Regions from separate parts of the Muntiacus reevesi genome. Here region 1 is linked to region 2. Evidence: chromatin contacts called from public Hi-C data. All regions are on one chromosome and are shown on one strand. The core of a region is the stretch at or near the end of the contact, and the rest is flanking DNA. Distances in the headings are between cores, read along the strand shown. Region 1 holds the start of KLF7 (KLF transcription factor 7). Region 2 holds the start of CREB1 (cAMP responsive element binding protein 1).

Region 1 (5,455 bases), core at 797-3,296, 370 kb after region 2:
TTAACTGTTTATAAGGATCAGGCAAGTAGATACCACTATTCCTGTTTCTGAGAAAGGTAGCCAGAGGGTCTGAGCCAGCAATTGGCTCAAAGACACACTGCTAGTAAGTGGCACTATCAGTGGTCATAAGGATCCAGTTAATGCATTAATTGGGGTGTGATGGCTCTAAGTGGTTTTCTGCTTACAGGAAAGGCCCACATAGCCTTCGCATACTGGCACTTATATGTGCGCTATCATAATATCACCTTATTCATGTAGGACTTTTAACCTTTTTATACCATTTATCTCCAAGCACCACGAATGTGTATACATAACACTAAATGCACCAAGATCTTTGTGCATTTCTTGTGCATACACTTGCAGTAAGCGCACCAATTTTATACACATACACTGGATGCTATAGATTTGACCAAGAGAATTCAGGACATCAAAAAGTAAATAAACTTTCCTCAACTCAATAATTCCTGCATAATTTCCTCTCGCAAATATTGAATTTCAAATTGTGTTCGTCCTATAAAGTAGAATCTTTCAAATATTGTGATATGGAGTTCCACATTGTCAGAAGGAGACAGTTGAGAAGGGCGATTAAGACGGATGTGTTTCTTCCATTATGAGTTGAATTAAGCTTCTCATTTCTAAGTACCAAATTCTGCAATCGTTCCAAAAGTGGAAGTTCAGCTCACAGTGCATTTTGGGGAAGCTTCAGCCACACTAACCATTTAAGGTCAAATAAACAACTGGTCAACCCTAGCAACTGGCATAGTGTAGGGCTTTCGGCTAAAAGATAATAGAGTCTAGATCTATATATCTCTATATACGCTAGCTGTATCGAAAACACAATCTGGGTTCTCCTCTCCCCACCGCAGCTTGGCTGACTGACACTTTCTCTCCAAGTCACAAGAGGGGGCCTCACGTTTAAGACCCCAAACAAGTTGCCTGCTCCTGCTAACACCTCAGGTCTACCCGGACTTCCTCTCTTGTCTTTAACACACACTTCTTGTACTACGTCCGCTTCCGATCAACTCTTAACTGGGACTCCGACCCTCGCCGGGTCCCCAGCGCGGGGGCTGGGCGGGGGGTGGGGGCGCGGCGGCGCGCTCCGGGGCGCTGGCGGGCTGGGGGCGGGGCCTGGCGCGGGGCGGGCCCCGGGCCGCACTCTGCGCGCTCCCCTTTGTTCTGTTCCATTGTGTGGCACTTCCTCCTCCGGCGCTTCTTCTCTGCACCCTGGTAGCTGGTGGGGAATTCGTGAAGGGGTTTTTGGTGACTTTCCCCCCCGCCCCGCTCCGGTTTATTTTTTAGGAACTGTGGAACTCTTCTGCGCTGCCCCTCCCTCGCGGTTCCCCGCCCCCGGGCCTGGGAGGGAGGCGGAGTGGGAAGTGGCTGGCCCTCTTGCCCACGCCGGCTTCCTCGTCCTCCCTCCCTGCTCTTCCTCCAGGAGGCATCCTAAACCCGCATTCTGGACTTTCACCTCCTGACCGGCCGCGTCCACGCCAGAATGGCGATACGCGACCCTCTCCCTTCTGAGGGGCGCCGGCTCCGGCCGCCCGGGGCTCCATCTGGCACCAAAGCGAAGGTCGAAGGCCGGCGTGCGGCCCGAACCCAGCCGCCTCGGCGTCCCGGGAGCCGGCGCGAGTGTCGCCGCGACCCTCCCCGTCCCTCGCGCTCACGCTACCGGGCCGCTGTGCGGCCGCCTCAACCCCCTTATATAGCCCTCTAAAAATAGCTCGCCTCGCACCGCCTTGTAAGGCAGCGGGGAGATTCGCAGCTCGCCAATCGGCGCCCGCCGCCAGGGCCGAGCCCCGCCCCAGGTCCCGCTTCGCGCTCCCCATTGGTCCTGAGTGACTTCATGAGCCCCCTGTTTACCTTACATGGTCACACGCGGCCTAATGGACGCCCTCCTCCGAGATCCCACGGCTGCGCGGAGAGCGGGGCGGAGGGAGGGAGTTTGGGGAGGGGGGAAGAGCAGGAGGAGGAGAAAAGGAGGAGGAGGGGGAGAGACTACAAACTAGCAAGGATGGGGTGGGGGTGGGGAGGGAAGGAGAGCGGGGGGGAGAGAAGCGATCGCGAGAAAAAAAAAATGCAACCTCCCAAAATAAAGAGCAAAGATTGCATTAGGAGCGAACAGCGCTGCAGAAATAGATGGCAGCTTCGTATCAGTGAGTTTGCATCCCCCTTCCTGATCCACGAGCTGGAGTGATTAGAGCCCTGGAAGGGAATTGTTACTCCCGTGGAGAAGTCCCCTTTTCCTGGCAGCCGTCTGCACTGTACACGCTGGATGCTTCTCTCCATCCACCCCACTCAGTCTCTCCTCTCTCACCTCCTCTCTCCCTCTCTCCTGCATTGATTTTTTTTTTTTTTTTTTTCCTTTTTAGTTGACTGAAACAAAACAAAACAAAAGGGCCACTGGATGTCTGCCTTCTTGGGGGGTGAGCCAGACAGACTGACAAACAAACAGACCCAACTGTGTTCGGGGGAGGGTTTCTCCTCCCGTTTTGCCCGGCAGCAGCAACATGGACGTGTTGGCTAGTTATAGTATATTCCAGGAGCTACAACTTGTCCACGACACCGGCTACTTCTCAGCTTTGCCATCCCTGGAGGAGACCTGGCAGCAGGTGAATGATTTAAATTACTTGTGTAAATCGTGTGGTGGCGGCGGACTCGCAGGGGCTGCGTTGGTGTGGGCTTGGGGTTGAATTTTTTTGTTTGTTTGTTTAATTTTTTACCCCCCTTTTGGCTGTCTGTTGTTGAAAATGTTTTCGGAAACAGTCATATGCTTACCTCTCCACCCACCCCCTAACCCCGTATAGTGTGCCGAGCTGAGCAGCCGGTCCGAGCTGCCTGCGTTTCAGTCACCAACACACATCCTTGTGCACATTTTGTTGGGCTCACTGTCCCCCAACAGAGACCTGCCTAACTTCTGGGGTTCGGAGGAGCCGGGTGGGAAGCTGGTTTGGGGCTTAACGAGCCATCGCAGACAGCTACCGCGTCCCTACATGCTCTAGCTGTACCTACTTGGTACCTTAAATCAGGTTCATCTCTTTCAACTGGTGCTGACGGCCGTCAGATGCGGGGGGGTGGGGGGGCGGTAAGAGCGAAGCGGGGTGTTTTCCTAGTAATTAGCGAGTGTCAATAAAGAATAGGAACTTGATTTTGAGATTAGAAGGTGGGCAGGAGGACGAGGAACCCAGTTATAAAAGGTACTCAAGGATATCTTGGAGGAGGACGGGAAGATATATCTATCTAGTGCTGACCATGCATTGTAGGTTTCCCCAGTGCAAGATCCGCGGAAAGAGATCACTCTCTGCGTGTGTCCTTGCTTCCCTCTCTCGGTTGGTGTCCCTCTCCACTTAGCACAACCTCCGACAAAGGGTGGTGTGTGCTTCCATACCTCTGACTTTGTCTTAGAGGACTAGTTAAGAAACTCTTAAGATGCTGAAGGGCACCAATGCCAAGTTGGCTAGATGTCCCACGGAGGGGGAAGTGGGGTTGGTGACAAGTTCACTGGGCTTTGTGAAGTGGAATAATGAAAGTGCTGGTCAGTGGAAAGTGCTAGATCTGCTGCAGAAACAGTGGTTTTTCTCAGTAAGGATTGGGAGCTGCTGAGGGGACATTCTTCAGGAAAGATGGTGGATGGGGGGAAGGTGGAGGGACACGAGTATGCTTTAGTATTCTTTCAAAATTCTACAATGTGTATCATGGAAAGTCCAAGAAGACAATTAAGATTTGCACGGTGGAAGTGTGAGCGTGCACAGTCCGTCTTGGAGAAACGTGCTTGCCCTTGGGGAGGGCTGCGAGAGGCTTGATGTGTGGCTGCTCATGTAACTTCTCTGCTTCGTGACAGCAGCTTGTTAAGGCTATTGAACGACTGGATTTCCTCTGCCAGGATCCAAAGCGGGATTTGCCGGCTTGAGTCTAAGGATGTAACAGTCGCTGCTTTAGCGAGTGAGGTTTGGTTTTCGGTGTAAGGAGGTGATCCTCTGTACCATTGTTACTAATTGCTGTTACTCCCCTGATTCTTCCAGGCTGGAGTTTCTCCGGATACTGGTCTCTGGTGTCTGTGGGTCCACACATGCATTCCTGCCTGAGGATGCTGGCAGATGTGTTTGACTTTGTCTTTCTCTAAAGGCACACACAGCGTACACTTTTTTTTTTAGCATAAGGCATTTCTCCAGTGCATCCTTTCCTCCATCCTTGATGAGACTGCCTCATGAAGGGTCTCACTGGAGCTTTTTCCTCCTTTTATTTCACATGCTAATTAAACCAAAAGGTTGCCAGAATTTCATTTTCAGAAATAGTCTTCGTTTCACACTGTCAGCCCACTGGTGTTGAATTGGTTGCCTATTAACAACTGTCTAGACTGGTTAGGGAAGAGAATCTGTTGACTTAGGCAGCCCCTGTTTGTGACTAACTGTTAAGTAGGGTTGGAGGAAAGAAAGTTGGCTTTATTTGTTACAACGTTCCCGCCTGATGAATCACCCAACTTTGTTTTCGTTCAAGTTTTCACAGTAGTAAAGCCTGCTTTTTGGGGAAGGCCTCTCCAGAGGAAACCTGCCTTTCTAGATCTGGTTAGACCATCCATGAGAACATCTAGATCTATGAGGAAACATCATTGGTTTGATAATTAGAGGATGTATCAGATCTATTGTTTCCTCAGACGCCTTCTCTGCTTTTCTCTCCACCTCCCAACCCCGCTCCTCCTCACTTCATCTCACCGCCTTCAAGGAACCTCTAGCTTAGTTTCTATCTGTGGGCAAAGGAATTTCAGCCCACTGCACCTCCTTCCCTATTTCTTGCCTTAATCCTGTCCTACTGCCTGTTACCCTCACCTTCAGATCATTTACCATACTCTTTCAGAAGCATGCTCATCGTCCATACTGAAATGTAACTTGTGAGAACACAGTCCTAAGTGAGCTGTCACTCCAAGGAGCTTGCTTCTCTGGACTCCTTAGTCACAAATGCTTTCTGTAAAGGTGACTGGGCCCCCCAAGTTCATACTGGTGACATACCTCCAACATACCTCCAACTATTTCTCTCTCCCTACGCCCTCCCCTGTGCCGCTTCTGAGTATAAAGGAGGGGAAGGTGGTTACATGCAACTGTTGGTTCCAAATCAACCATCAGATGGTGAAATTGTAAGTCTCCTTTGCTCAAATCAGCTCAGGAAGGTTGCTACAAAGAACCCCAGGCCGGAGGAAGTTTCCTGATGCTCTGGGGTAATCAGATTTTAGAGGTCAAATGAGGAGCAATTATTAGATGTACTTCTGAAAGTGAACAGTGTACCTTGAGGAGATGAGCGAAATGCAGAGATTCCAATAATCTGATTTGGTTCGTAAGAAAGACTGGCTTGGATGATAAACCCAAGAACATCTGTGCATTTGAAAATTAAGGATGGAGGTTTTATTTTAAACTCTTGCCTGAGATAATTGTCCTGCTTAACAGTCAGTGAGCTTGTCATG
Region 2 (5,375 bases), core at 602-3,101:
CCCGGCTCCGCGCCCGGCCCGGCCCGGCCCGGCGGCGGCGGGAACGCGGGCGCCAGCTCGCCGCGGCCGGCCGCCCGCCCGCACACACCCCCGGCCGCCGGCTCCCACCCCGCCCGCCGCCCCGCCGCCCCCCGCCATGAGCGCCGCCGCTGGCTGCAGGCAGAGTCGCTGCCGCCCCGGCCGCCGCTGGCTCCAGTCCGCCGCCATTATTCTTTGTTCGCTGCGAGCGGCGGCGATGGTGTGGGGCTCGGGCGGAGGCTCCATCTTTACCGCGGCCCCTCCTGCGAGGGGAAGGCCCCGAGCGCGGGTGTCCGGCGCCTCCCCGTCCCCCCTCCGTCCCCCCGGCTCTCTCCGGCTCCTGCCTCCTCCTCCTGCTCCTCTTACCGGTGGTACAAGCTCCTCCGTCACTGCTTTCGTTCGCGGCCCGGATCTCGCTGGAGTTTTATTCTCTCCCCCACGTAACACACCGCGTCAAACTACACCTCCGCCGCGTCACTCACCAACACTCCGCTTCTCCCAGCCGCCCGGGCCACAGGCAGCAGCAGCCGCCGCCGACTGAGGACTCGCAGCCAGGGAGCCAGCCAGCGCCGCCCAGTGCCGAGTGCGCAGCGGCCGCGCACGGAAACAGCCGAGCTCGGTCGGGAGGAGCTCGAGCTGCCCCGCCCTCCGCGCTGAAGGCGGAAGTTGCCGAAGACCTTCGAGTTCCTTCGGGCGCGGCGGAGGGGTTCCTCCGGGAGAGGGAAAGCGGCGGTGGGCTGGGACCTGGGGGTGGGGAGGTGGGGGGCTATAAGCACCCTCGCTGCTCTTGCCACGTATCGACGGTTTAAAACCGGCGGCGGAAATTTGCAGGAAGAGTTGGGGTTTGTGTGTGGCGTGGTGGGGAATTCCCGAGGGGTGTGGACGGTTCGATGGAAACCCCCGGTGCGGGCTGCCCTTGCGGCTGTAAGCGGCGGGCTCTAGGGCGGCTGCAGCGTCACGGGCCTGGGCCGCAGAGCGCCGCCCGCCCCGGGAACTTTCAAAAGCTGCCGGGACCAGAAAGACGCGCCACCGGGTCGGGGCCCCGGCTGAGCGCGGAAGCCCTGCGGAGCCGGGGAGGAAGGCTTGCTGCAGCTCTGCGGTTTCCCGAGGCCTGGGCGGGACGCTGGGACGCTAGGCCTCGGCGCGGCGCCGGCGCGGCCCGGGGGCGTCGTGGGCCACTGTGGGAAGGGTTTTCCGCCTTTTTGGGCAGGCCGGGAGGCTTCGCTCCGAGAATCCGCAGAGAAACCTGGCGGCCGCCGGTGGGACCATTCAGTTTCGGGGGACGGAGGCCTTGGGATTCCGGGTAGCTGGCGGAGTTTAGCCGGGCAGCGAGGACGGCCAGATCCGTGGGGCACACCTTGGGCCTCCGAGCCCTGCCCTGCCCTGACCGAGGTTGCTTTTTTGCACTTTAGAAATGTCTTCCCCTAATCGCCCCCTATCTGCCCGCCTTTTGGGGGGTGGGGGTGGGGGAACCATCCTGTATTGCTTTCTTTTTCACAGCCAGTTTTCTACTGCAGCCGCTGCCCCCTTTTCTTCATCTACTTCCCCATCCGAACCCTCAGTGCGACATCCGTTGCCTGGAAGCAGCTGGTCTTGCCCCCTCAGAGGTCACCCGAGAGTCAATGCTGACTTTATCATTATCCGTTTTATTTAACTCGGCAGTGCTCTCTCCCGGGCTTTCAGGTCTGTTGTAATTCACTTTCAGTCGCTTAAAGCTCTGTAGAAGGAAATGGCAAGCCACTCCAATATTCTTGCCTGGAGAATCCCATGGAGAGAGGAGCCTGGCGGGCAACGAGTCCATGGGCTTGCCAAGAGTCGGACGCGAGTGAAGCAACTTAGCAGGCACACTTACCGCAAATGTGTCTTATGAAGCGGAGAGGGTCCAAGTCAGCTCCGCCCCATACTGACTTCCTGTTGAAAGAGTTCCCTCGTCCCGTGCTCTAGCCTAGTACTGTAGATCTCCTCCTGCTTTCTCTTTCGGCTGAAGAATAACCTCCTTTCCTTCCGTTATTTTCAACTTTCTTCCGCTACCGGCGTTTCTGTCTAGTATTTGAACAGCCTTAAGCCTCTCTCCCCTGGAAAAGGAAATGGCAGTCCGCTGCAGTACTCTTGCCTGGATAATCCCATGGACAGAAAACCCGGCAGGCTACAGCCCATGGGGTCACAAGAGTAGGTCTCGACTTAGGGACTAAACCACCACCAAGTCTCTCACGTCTAGATTTCTGTCTTTAAATCCCTCTCCATCTCTTACCACGTAGACATTCTGTCATGACTCACCCCTCAGCCCTCTCTAGTCTAGTTTCTGTTCTTACCACGCACATGGAGCAGCTCTGAATTGTCACAGACAAGCTTCAGGCCTCTGCTTACAAGACCTTGTTCTGGCATCTTACACTATTGCCCACACCCTTATCCACATATGCTCTTGTCTTCCGCTCTTGTTTTCCTCTTAACTCTCTGGTTGTTCTTTAACAACCCGATTTTCCTCCTTTAGCCAGCTGTTAAGTACTGGAATCCTGTTGAGCTTCACCCGCTTCTGGAGTCCCACCTATGCGCTTTCCTAGGTGGTCTCATCCTCTTCTGTTCCCTTCATATACCATACGCCAAAGACTCCAGCTCAAAGCTCAAGCCTAGATCTTGCTCTTGAACTCTAGATTCATATTTCCAAGTGCCTTTGCTACACTTTCATCTGGATGACTTGGGTGTGCCAAACCCCTCTTCCTATAGCCCTTGGTTCAGTAAAGGAAATGCTATCCATCTACTCAGTTCAGAAACCTAAGACACCTCCAACACACATCAGAATCCCCTAGACCTGCCTTGAAAAAATAGGATTTGTGGCTTCTCTCTGTTCTTAACGACCACTTTTCCATCCCACTGGAAGCTAACGTCACCTCTTGCTGGAAGTTCTGCAGTAACTGCCAGCTAGGTCCTACAAAACTGGTCTTGGCTCCTTCTAATCCATTTGCCATACTGCAGCCAGAGTAATTTTTTTTTTTTCCTCCTCTTCTGTGCTGCCCCTCCCTCCAGCCAGAGTAATTTTTAACAAATACAAATCTGATCAAGTCGCTACCCTGATTGAATTCCTTAAGTCCTTCCCTTTGTTTACTGAACACAATCTGAGCCCTTATCATAAAGGCCAGGCCCTCTGTTATCCAGGCTTGTGTTCTCAGCCTCCCCGGTGATTTCTCTAGCTATCTGCACTCCAGCCATGTTAGTCTTTTATTTTTCAAGGCTCTTTTCTCTTGTTCTCTACTGTAGGTTCTCACCTCAAGGTATTTATACATGCTATTCCCTTTCCTTGAAATTCTTTCCTGTCACCCACTTCTACCTAACTGTAACTTAGCACTTTCCTGATTCATGATTCTTGGAATTATTTGTTTACTGTTCATGTAAGTCTGTGCAGGTAGTGACCAAGTGCGCCTTGTTTGCCACCAGAATTTCTCTCCTCCCATCCTCGGCACAATGCAGTGGTGTTCATTAAGTATTTATTGAACAAATTATATCTCTGTGGTCGTGCAAAATTTCTAAGTGTTTTAGGATTCAAATCCTGGTTCAGCTGTGTGACTTTGGGCATGGTCTTCCCTCGTGCACCTCAGTTTTCTCATCTGTGAAGTGAAGATGATAGTAGCTACTACATCATAGTGTTCTTATGATAATTAAATGAGATCATTCATGGAAAGTTGTGCTTGGCACAATGACATGTAACAAGTGTCAATTAAAATGTTTCCCATTATTAGATTTATTTATATATCTCATCTTTGTGTCAAATACACTTTCAAAATGTAGCTTTTCTCCTTGCTCTTCTTACCCTGGCCCTATACATGATACCAAAATATTGGAATTATTTGGGAATTCCCAGGTGGCTCAGATGGTAAAGTATCTGCCTGCAATGCAGGAGACCTGGGTTCGATCCCTGGGTCCAGAAGATCCCTTGGAGAAAGGAATGGCAACCCACTCCAGTATTCTTGCCTGGAGAATCCCATGGACAGAGAAGCCTGGCAGGCTACAGTCCATGGGATCATAAAGAGTTACTCATAGCCTATACTTAGCACTCACCAAATATGGTAATTTTTAATTTTAAAATTTCTCTACATTTTCCTTTTCTGTTTGCACTGTGAGCTCACTTAGGCCCTACCTCTTCATGTCTTAGTTGCTTTGCTAGCTTCCTCGGTGCTTTTTAACTGCAGGCCCACTTGCCTGATCCACCTTTGCCCTATGGTCAGATCAGTGAGCCTCCAACAGTCATTTAATCGTATTTTGTCCTTGATGTTGACTCCCCTGACCTCTGTTCTTACCTGACCTCATTGATTCACTTATTCATTCAGTCATCCAGTCATTCAAATGCATGTTATTTTGCTAAACACTTTGGATATGCTTCAGATTTGAAATGTAGTCTTCTAATTTCATGTATTTGCATATCCATAAACCATAGAAATGAACTAGACTCATCCAACTTTAGCATTCATTTTTATCTCTGGGATTTAAAAGCTACTATTTTTACTTAATTTTTCAATTGGAAAACAGGGTTAATGTTGGGGAGATGAAAGAGAAGAGTACATGGGTGCAAGTGGACTTAGTATAAATTAGATGAGATGGAAAAGGGGAAAGGTCTCATGAGATGATTGTAAAAGGCTTCAAGGAGAAAGTGGTATCTGAGCACTTTTTTTCTAACCACCGCTTCCTTTTCCTGTTATTTTACTCTCTTGCTTCCGCTGTTGAACCTAATTTTTACCCTCACTGTGAACTCAAGTTCCATGAACCCTGCCTGTTTTAGTTCATCATCTCTCGTGACTTAGTTTTTCTACCTAACCCGAGGGCCATGGTGACCTATTTTGTTTATTCTAAAAATACCTGTTGAGCACCTACTTTGTGCTCTGTACTACAAAACTGGAGCTATAGCCATGAATAAAAGGTTGTTTCTGCTCTCAAAGATACTAGAATAAAATCTTCAACTTCTCCAACACCTGTTATTTATCTTTTTGTTCACTCTTTTATGCCCTCATCCTGCCTTGTGATTGTAAATACAGTGCCCATGCTGATTAACTCTCAAAGTTATATCTTTTCCCCAAATCACTCTCCCAAACTCCATACTCATTTAAACAGTTATCCATTCATGCCTTCCCTGTTGTCTTAGCATGTTGTCCTAGCCTTGGTTCTCCCAGAAATAGAGGCTTCTGTGCTCTTATCTTACTAGGGAGTACAGTCCTGGGGAAATGAGGGTAGCGAAAAGAGGGGAGTCAGGAGAGAAGGTTAAGATTCAGTCAGAAGATGCTAACACTACCCTCCTCTGGAACATGTGCACACTTAGGTTTTGTGTGGGGACTGGGCAGACCTTTGTGTGAGATGTGTGGCCTGAGCAT

What was found. A called contact is a pair of places that touch in the nucleus more often than the background predicts.
Region 1: a contact with region 2 is called in a Hi-C map of blood, with 3 times the contacts expected there. The contact joins the promoter of KLF7 here to the promoter of CREB1 in region 2. A contact is called at or near these places in 2 of 3 Hi-C or Micro-C datasets (blood and muscle).

What each region holds. Positions count from the first base shown.
Region 1 is chr3:140,545,790-140,551,244 of mMunRee1.1, forward strand. It overlaps KLF7 (KLF transcription factor 7), which reads left to right and starts at 2,047. Exons shown (of 5, transcript XM_065930719.1): 1 at 2,047-2,156; 2 at 2,373-2,612. The coding sequence starts at 2,511.
Region 2 is chr3:140,175,747-140,181,121 of mMunRee1.1, forward strand. It overlaps CREB1 (cAMP responsive element binding protein 1), which reads right to left and starts at 1,852. Exons shown (of 8, transcript XM_065930708.1): 1 at 385-1,852.